2 separate regions of the Sus scrofa genome follow, and region 1 is linked to region 2. The links are chromatin contacts, called in public promoter capture Hi-C maps. All regions are on one chromosome and are shown on one strand. The core of a region is the stretch at or near the end of the contact, and the rest is flanking DNA. Distances in the headings are between cores, read along the strand shown.

Evidence for each region. Promoter capture Hi-C pulls out the DNA fragments that hold promoters and counts their contacts.
Region 1: a promoter capture Hi-C map of liver shows a contact between it and region 2, with 2.6 times the contacts expected there. The contact joins the promoter of ZNF213 here to the promoter of ELOB in region 2. A contact is called at or near these places in 1 of 5 promoter capture datasets (liver) and 1 of 47 Hi-C or Micro-C datasets (liver).

Annotation. Positions count from the first base shown.
Region 1 is chr3:39,086,747-39,091,500 of Sscrofa11.1, forward strand. ZNF213 (zinc finger protein 213) reads right to left here and starts at 2,043. Exons shown (of 6, transcript XM_013995737.2): 1 at 1,105-2,043. It overlaps ZNF205 (zinc finger protein 205), which reads right to left. Exons shown (of 8, transcript NM_001243641.1): 8 at 4,693-4,754.
Region 2 is chr3:39,295,698-39,300,039 of Sscrofa11.1, forward strand. It overlaps ELOB (elongin-B), which reads right to left and starts at 2,495. Exons shown (of 4, transcript XM_003124746.4): 1 at 2,214-2,495; 2 at 1,954-2,088; 3 at 598-703. The coding sequence starts at 2,480.

The sequences.
Region 1 (4,754 bases), core at 793-3,292, 210 kb before region 2:
GGCTGCTGGCCTGCACCACAGCCACAGCATCAGATCCGAGCCTCATCCCTGACCTACACCACAGCTCACCACAATGTCAGATCCTTAACCCACTGAGCGAGGCCAAGGATCAAGCCCGAAATCTCATGGTTCTTAGTCAGATTCCTTTCCACTGCACTATGACAGGAACGCCAGTACCAACTCTTAATGCAAGTAAATGCTCAGTCAGGAACTGTTAGTCCCAGGGAATCATGCCTCGCCAGGAACCTGTCAGATGGGCATGCCCACGGGAGCAGAGATACAGGAGAGGCTGCAAGAGTTAAGACCCCCAGGAATCCTTGCCATTTTCCTCTCAAGGAGCCCAGCTTGTTCTAGTCAGTGGCCTGTTGGATTGTATGAATCTTCATGGATAGCCTGGAGCTTTGTTAGTTGAGAACAGAGAAAAACCAGAGTTTGCCCTAGGAGTTGAGAATGCTGCCTCTGCAACCCAGGCAGGAAGACTGCCCGACCACAGGTCACAGGATGGCCAAGGAGCAGGGACAGGGGGCAGGCTGGACCACCTTCAAAACCTCCGGTTCTCCACCCTCCACAGGACACCAGGGAGAAAACTCAGGCCAGAGCCCCTCACAAGTCTCAGGCCTCTAGCCTACCCTCCCGCCTGCCCCTCCATCCCACCACCGGGGTCATTTCAGCTCCTGGACCGCCAACCTCTTCGTCATGACAGGGACTTTATTCATTCTGTTCCCCTTGCTGGGAAGGTTCTACCCTGAAATCCTTCCCGTCATTCAAGTCTCAGCGTTCCGTCCTTGGACAATCAATTCCTAACATTCTCCACTGCTTCCCCCGTCTGTCACCACTTTAAATTAATGTGTCATTTACGTCCGCCTCCCTCACTGGAGCTCAACCCATGAGGGCATGGATCTTGTCAGATTTTTCATCGCTTATCCCTCAATATCTAGCAAAAGACCTGGAACGCAGGCATTTATATTGAAAAATGAATGAGTGAAGGCGGTGAAGCGTCTATTTAACGTTTCCTCGCCTTTACTACCCGGCCCGCCCCGCACTGACTGCCTCAGTTCCTCCCGCTCCCCGCAAAAGATCCCAGGTCTCCTTCCAGGCCGTTACCGCCTCCGCGTGGGCTCTCGCAGGCAGCACCGGGCGGGCCCGCAAGGTGCCGGAGCGCCAGCAGGAGGTGCAGGGGCCAGGACTCCGGCGCGGCGGACCCTGGGCGTCACGACCAAGCCCAGACGCGGCCCTCGCGTTCGAGCGCCGCGGGTTTCTTCCGGGCGCAACAGGTCTTCCGCCGCGCGCGAGGCCGGAAGTGGCTCTGGCCTCGGCGCTCGCCTTCTCCCCGCTGCCTCTCTAGGAAGGCAGGAGGGTCGCTGTCTCGGTGGTGGGCCCGGGGCCCGCTCTGAAGACTCGGGGGCTGACGACTCAGCAGGTAGGCCGGCCCGCGTTGTTGGTTCTTTCCGCAGCGCCCGGAAAAGGAAGGGAAAAGGCAAAGTTTGGAAGCCCAGAGCGTCGAGGAGTTGCCAGGCAACCGTGGCGGGGGTGGGGGGGAACGGAGCCGAGGACAAACGCCAGTTATGATTGGCCCGTTTTGGGGGCGCCCACCCTCTTGCTCCTCCCAGGGCACTGACTGGCAGGTGGCATAGTGGGAGGGGTGAGATCGTCCGGAATCTGTCATCCTGGCTGTGAGGCGAGCCTCGGCGAGTCTGCAGACCTCGCCACCCTGCGGGGTCACACGAGCTCGGGAGGAGCTTCCCAGGCTAGAGCAGAGCTGAATCAGTCCACGTCTCCGGCCCGGGGAAGGCAGCGCGCCTTCAGCCAGGACCTGGGCCGACCACACAGGGATGCGGTCGGCAGTCCCAAGGGACTATTTCCACCACCGCCCCCTTCCCCTCCCTCTACTAGTCCAGAAGGCGCAGGTGCGCAGGTCAATCGCAAGGAATCAGGTCGCGCGTGTTCTTCAGAAGCTATAAGGTGTGAGCAGGAGCCAGGAAGGAGTAGGCCACCTCTGAGCCTCTTCGCCAGCTCCCCAGAGACGGCCAAAACCCTTCTCTGCCTCCCCACCCTACCCCCGCCCAGCCTGCTACCCGTCAGTGATGCTTCATCACCCACCGAATCATGAACACCATTCAGCCTGACAGCCCAGGCCCTTCCAAGATGCTGGAGCTGCCTCCTCAGTCTTAGCTGCTGTTGTCCACTCTTAAAACGCTCTGGCCTGGAATTCCCATCATGCCTCAGCGGATAACGAGCACGACTAGTATCCATGAGGACGCAGGTTCAATCCCTGACCTCACTCATTGGGTTAAGGATCTGGAGTTGATGCGGGCTGTGATGTAAGTCGCAAATGTGACTTGGATCCAGAGTTGCTGCGCCTATGGCGTAAGCCAGCAGCTGTAGCTCTGATTCAGCTCCTAGCCTGGGAACTTCCACCTGCCGCAGGCAGCCCTAAAAAGACAAAAAACAAACAAACAAAAAAAGGCTCTAGACAGGGTCTATTCCATCCTCTGGATGGATCTCTAAGAAATGGAAGATGCATGGGGCCCTTGGAATCCCTTTGCACTGTGCTATGAAAAGGGGATGCCGTTTCCCACTGGATACTGTGCTGAGCTCCTCAGAGCGAAGTCTTTAACGACCCCGGCCCCCCGGAGCTCACTAGACAGCCCTCTGCGGGATTCAAGGCCTGAGTGATTCCTGGCATCCAGCTGATGTGGCCCATGGCCCAAGGAGCTGAAATTAAGGCAATACCCACTGTGCAAATGAATACTCTGTGCTAAGCCCCACCAAGTCATGGTAGCACCTTCCCACCTGTTTCCCTCCATCAGATAACAAGCTCCTGGGAGCAATCCTTATGTGACGAGAGCCCCTCAGTCCCTCACACTGAACCCAGCAGAGAAACACTATTTCTGGCTGAGTGACCAGTGACCAGTGCCGTGACGACACGCTGAAGGGAGGAAACTGCTTTTTCTCACCTCTTCGAGAAAGAACCATCCAGTCAATCCACTCCTGCCAGCAGCCCAACCCTAGACACCACTGAGTCCTGCCTGGGCCCCCACTAGTCAGCACCTCCCTGGCGTCCAGCTGATTTCCCTCTCAAACTCCAGCTGAGTGCAACACCCCTGAAGGTCAAGTCTACTGTCTGTCAGTTCTAATTTTTTAGTTCTGTTTTGGCCAGGCCGGTGGCATGCAGAAGTTCCGGGGCCAGGGATCGAACCTTTGCCGCAGCAGTGACCCAAGCTGCTGCAGTGACTACAGTGGATCCTTAACCTGCTGCACCACAGGAGAACTGTCTACTCTTTAGACAGCCTCATATTGTCATGCACTAATTAGACAATCAAAAGCTGAAGGGGGAGGAGTTCCCCTTGTGGCCCAGCAGGTTACAAACCTGACTAGTATCCGTGAGGACATGGGTTCGATCCCTGACCTCAGTGGGTCTGGGAACTGGCGTTGCTGTGAGCTGTGGCGTAGGTCACAGACACTTCTCCGATCCTGTGTTGCTGTGGCTGTGGCATAGGCTGGCAGCTGTAGCTCCGATTTGACCCCTAGCCTGCGAACTTCCACATGCTGCAAGTGTGGCCCTAAAATAAATAAATTAATAGCTATTGGGGGTACATGGAAATAGAGGTATTCTTTACAGGATAAAAGCCCTGGACCTGAGCTCCAGCTTCCAGGTTGAATGACTTTGGGCAAGTTACTGGCCTTCTCAGCCTGCTTCCTCATCTATAAAACTCCGAGTTGCAGTTGGGGACATATACGTGATGCTTGGTCCCATGCCTGACAGGGCAGCTGCTCAACTGCCAACTATCATAACTATTTTCAGTCCAATGTCCTGTTCAAGACATTCCATCCCTCAGGGGCTGGGAGCCAACAGAGCTGCGACTGCTCTGTTGGCTCTGTGAGCACAGAGACAGGAGGGGTCCCAAGAGAGGCAGACGTCAAGGTCAGGTGATGTCAAAAATGAGTGTAATCTTGAGAGCTGAACTGCACATCTAGAATATGGGCAGGCTGAGCCCACCCTTGGCCAGGAGAAAAAAAGAGAGAGAGAGAATGGGAAAATTCAGAGGTAAAACCCCAGGAGGCCAGGAAACCACCAGATGGGGGCAGGTAGGGCAAATTACAGAGGACAGGTGCAAAGAGGCCACAGAGGTGAGAAGTAGTGGAGGGAGTGAGCTGGCAGTGGCTCAGAAAGGATCAGAAGGGGCAGTGGTCCCTGGGGAACAAGAAATCCCCCCTGGATTAGAGCTGGGCCCCCGCGGATGCAGGTGAAAATGCCCGGTCACAAGCAGCAGGCCCCAGTGTGAGGGAAGCAGGGTAGACAGGAGACACTGAACGTGAATTCTTAGGCTGGCTCTGCCCTGCCCTGGCTCCTGGAGAGAAGAGCCAAGGGAGTGCCCAGAGCTCAGGGGCAATGCTACGGGCATGAGTGACAACAGCAGCAGATCACCTCACCCAGGTCCTCCATTTCAGAAGTATCTGGGGTGTGGAAACGCCCGTGCTTAGAGCCCTCTGCCCAGAGACTCAGGATCCTGCCGTCGGCATGGTGGACTGGGCCCCAGGCCAGGGAAAGGCTGGGGTGGACGGTGCCCAAGCCCCAGAGGGATGACTTAGGGACGGCTGAGTGAAGACGCTGAGTCCCCCCAGGAGCCCCTGCCCTCCCCGCCAGCCTCCAGCCTTCAGGGCCCCAGGAGACAGAGCTACGGCTCGCACTTGAATTCCAAGGCCTTTAATTTTCGGCCAGCATGCCCGCTCCTCACCCTAGCTCCTCCTGC
Region 2 (4,342 bases), core at 1,245-3,744:
GGTCTCCAGGCTACAGCTGTGTGAACACCCTACAGCCCTTCCAGAGACCTCAAAAAACTTAAATCCCCTTTACTAGAGGGAACTGAACCCCCCCCCTCAGGTTTCTAGCCTCGGGGCAGGGTGCATGCAGCTGATTTGACTACAGGCTCTGGCACAGAAAGGGCTGAACCCGCTCTGCAGCTCCCCAGGCTCAGCTGACCCATCCCCAGAAAGTCAAAGCCCAAGTGCGGGCGGGAGAGATGCCCGGCAAGTCAGCGAGGCAGCACGGAGACGGGCTGGGACCAGCAGCTCCGTGAACTGCCTGCAAGCCTCACCGCCCACGCCTCCCTCTCAGGGCCACGAGAGCACTAGAGGGGCCGGGCCCTCAGGCAGGCCCCCGCCCGTGTAAGCTGGGGCCCTGACCAAGGACCTGGGAGGCCTCCACGGGACAGCCATCAGGTGCTTCACGCACCTCGCATGCTCTCCCCACTGCCCCCGGGGAAGCACACACCACCGAAGGATGGGCCTCGCTGGGCCGGCGGGGAGACACCGCGAGGGAGGCCTGGAGAAGGACTGCAGGCTCCCCCGACGGCCCCACCCCAGCCCTGTCCCCCTCACCTGCCCGGAAGGCCAGCCCCACGGTGGCTGGGGCCTGAGGCCGCGCGGTCTGGCTGGTGAAGCCGCACTCGCCCAAGGTCTTGCCGTCATCCAGAAGCTGGTCGTCCTGAGGAGAGAGGCAGGCAGGGTCTCAGGGGCAGCCCCGGAAAGGCAACTACACTGAAAGCCAAACAGGGCCCAGAACCACCCGAGGACGTCCAAGAGCGTCCAGGCTACGCCCCAGGCCTTTCAAATCAGACCCTCCCAGGTGAGGGCTCTAAAATCTGCAGTTGTTCCTCCCCAGTTGCAGGTGAATCTAATTTCAAGCGTCAATGGTCCAATCTGGCCACAAGCAGACCTGGCTGAATGCCCACTCTACCACTTTGCACAAAGGGGCTGATTTTTGGAGGTGAAGTTTCCTTCTCTGCAAAACGCGTGGCGGGTGTGGATACGGCAATCCCCAACTCCCAGGGCCGCCCGGTTTTCATGCCCAAAGGACACACAGAAAGCAAGGAGCATAGCACATGGAAGAGCTCAGGCAGCAGGCAAGGTCCTTATCATGGAAGCCCCCCCCCCACCCCCAGGAGGTATCAGCAAGGAAAGGCCTTCAGTGACAAAGGGAATGAGGACTCAGCTTGGAATGAAAGACCAGTTTCCAGCCAGTATTAGATCGAGGCACTTCGGGGGAGAGCCTTTAACGAGAGGCTGACACACCGGATTCCCAAAGAAAGCCCCGAAATCCAAGCCATCCTTGCTGAATAACTGCAGTTGGTTTGTAAGGGGGAGCGGAGCGGGGGGGGGGGGGGGGGAGCTGCGTTTAGAACCCCAGCAGCATGGTAGGGAGTCATAAACAGCTGGTAGGCGAAGAACCGACGGGACCCAACTCATCCCCAAACCCTCCATTTCTTTGTATTAAGCGGTGTCCAGGGCGGATGGGGCGCGTGTGATGGGCCAGCAGAAGGTTAAGGGCCCCGGGACTCAAATCCCGACTCTGCCCATGACCTTGGGATAGTTAAGGAACCACCTCCCAGCCTCAGTTTCTCCAACTACGGAGGAGACAAGTCCAGCAAGAGCCTGCACGTCTCGGCGGGCTGCTTCTGGGATTATTAGATGCGACGCTGGCCCCGGGCACTCGGCAGAGGGCCTGGCGCGCGCCTTCAAAGCCACCGGAATCGAGATCCTCCGGTGGAGCAGGCGCTACCGGGGCTTCACTTCTCTGAGTCCGAGCAACGGCCCCACGCGGGGGAGTTCCGGCCCGCGGCGGTCAGCAGCCGATGTTTACATCGACGACGCGGCTGCCGGGCGCCCCCGGCCAAGCTCCGGCGGCGGTTCCCAGCAGCACGCGCCCCCGGCCGCCCGGAACCGACAGGACCGCACCTTGTACAGCCGCTGCTCGTCCGGCGGCCGCTTGAGGATGCCCTCGACGATGCGCTTCAGCTCGAACACGGTACTCGACTCCTTAGCGTCAGTGAAGATGGTGGTCTTGTGGCGCCGGATCATGAGGAACACGTCCTGGGGGCGGCGGGCAGGCGTGAGCGCGGAGCCCGGGCTGCCCCCGCGCGGCCCGTGGCCCCCGTGGCCCCCGCGGCCCCCGGCCCCGGCCCCGGCCCGGCGCCCCTCCCCCCGCGCCCGCTCACCATCGCAGCGGCTACCTCTCCCCCTCGACGCGCCGGCGCGGCCGCGCTCCTCCCCGTTCCCGGCAGCCCGGGCGCCGCACCCCAGCGTGCCCCGCGCCCGGCGGCCCCGCCCCGCGCCCGGCCCCGAGGCCGCCATTTTAAGTAATCCGCAAGGGAGGGGCGCTGCGGCCCTGTGTCTGGCAGCCATCTCGGCGCCGTGGCGTGGGGCGGGGCTGGTTGGCCGAGGGGCTGAGGCTGTGGGCGTCCGGCAGTGGCCGATGGCGCCATCTTGGGTGTGGCAAAGACGAGGTCCCCAGATTGATGCAGTGAGGAGATGCCTGGGTGCAGGCCCATCCTTTTTGGGGGGATATCAGGGACTAACTGTGTGAGCTAGGGTACCTCACATCCCAAGGAGAGAGAAGGAAAGATGTGTCCCTGAGTCATCAGGGCGGCAAGACATTCACATCTCAATGAGATCTGGGCTGCCATATTGGGGAGTCCGACTCGAGAACAAGGGCTCCCTGGCGGCCATTTTGAGGAGGTCCACGGACGTTCCCAGGCTAGGGATCGAATCTGAGCATCGGCTCTGGCAGTGCACCACAGCGGGAACTCCTCTACCTAAGTTTGTTTTTTTGTTTTGTTTTGTTTTTTTTGTCTTTTTTTTGCTATTTCTTGGGCCGCTCCCACGGCATATGGAGGTTCCCAGGCAAGGGGTCTAATCGGAGCTGTGGCCGCCAGCCTACGCCAGAGCCACAGCAACGCGGGATCCGAGCTGCGTCTGCAACCTACACCACAGCTCACGGCAACGCCGGATCGTTAACCCACTGAGCAAGGGCAGGGACCGAACCCGCAACCTCATGGTTCCTAGTCGGACTCGTTAACCACTGCGCCACGACGGGAACTCCTAAGTTTTTTATTTTTATTTATTTATTTATTTTTGGGGCCACACCCGCGGCATATGGAGGTTCCCAGGCTAGGGGTCCAGTCGGACCTGTGGCTGCCAGCCTACGCCACCACCACAGCCACACAGCCACGCCGGATCCTTAACCCACTGAGCCAGGCCAGGGATCAAACCCGCAACCTCATGGCTGCTAGTCAGATTGCCTTCCACTGACCCATGATAGGAATTGCAAATTTTTTGAAGTGCTCATTAATAAATAGTAATTGTGGGAGTTCCCGTCATGGCGCAGTGGTTAACAAATCCGACTAGGAACCATGAGGTTGCGGGTTCGGTCCCTTCCCTTGCTCAGTGGGTTAAGGATCCGGCGTTGCCATGAGCTGTGGTGTAGGTTGCAGACTTGGCTTGGATCCCGCGTTGCTATTGCTCTGGCGTAGGCCGGTGGCCATAGCTCCGATTGGACCCCTAGCCTGGGAACCTGCATATGCCGAGGGAGCGGCCCAAGAAATAGCAAAAAGACAAATAAATAAATAAATAAATAAGTAAATAAATAAATAGTAATTGTCAATAGCCACCAGTTGCTCGTGTGTCTCTCATCTGTAGTGTTTTATAACTACTTTCATTTCTAAAAAGGAAGTGATAGAACTCAGTGTGGAATTTGAGTTGGTTGCCCAAATTCAAACCTGGTTCCACCTCTTGTCTGCTGTGGGTCTCTCTCTCTCTCTTTTTTTTTTCTTTTTGCCATTTTTTGGGCTGCCCCTGTGGCATATGGACTAGACTCCCAGGCTGAGGGTCTAGTCGGAGCTGTAGCCGCTGGCCTACGCCACAGCAACATGGGATCTGAGCAGCGTCTGCAACCTACACCACAGCTCACGGCAACACCGAATCCTTAACTCACTGAGCAAGGCCAGGGATTGAACTTGCAACCTCATGGTTCCTTGTCAGATTCATTAACCACTGAGCCTCGACGGGAACTCCTCTGCTGTGGATCTTAAGGCACGTTCCTGACCTGGGGGATCAGCCAAGAGACCATCAGTGCCTGGCACTGTGTGCATACTCAGTGGGCAGAACTGAGTTGTTCTGACTCTCTCAAAGGCCACGCTAGGGTAGGCGGTACCAGTTCAGATCACAGATGGGGCAACAGATTAAGTCGGCACTCCTGGGAGAGGCTGGGCTATCTAGTTGTAGTACTGCCAACTGGAAAACGCCTGCCTGGACAGTAGCCCACTGTCCCTTGTCCCCAGGGAGCGTC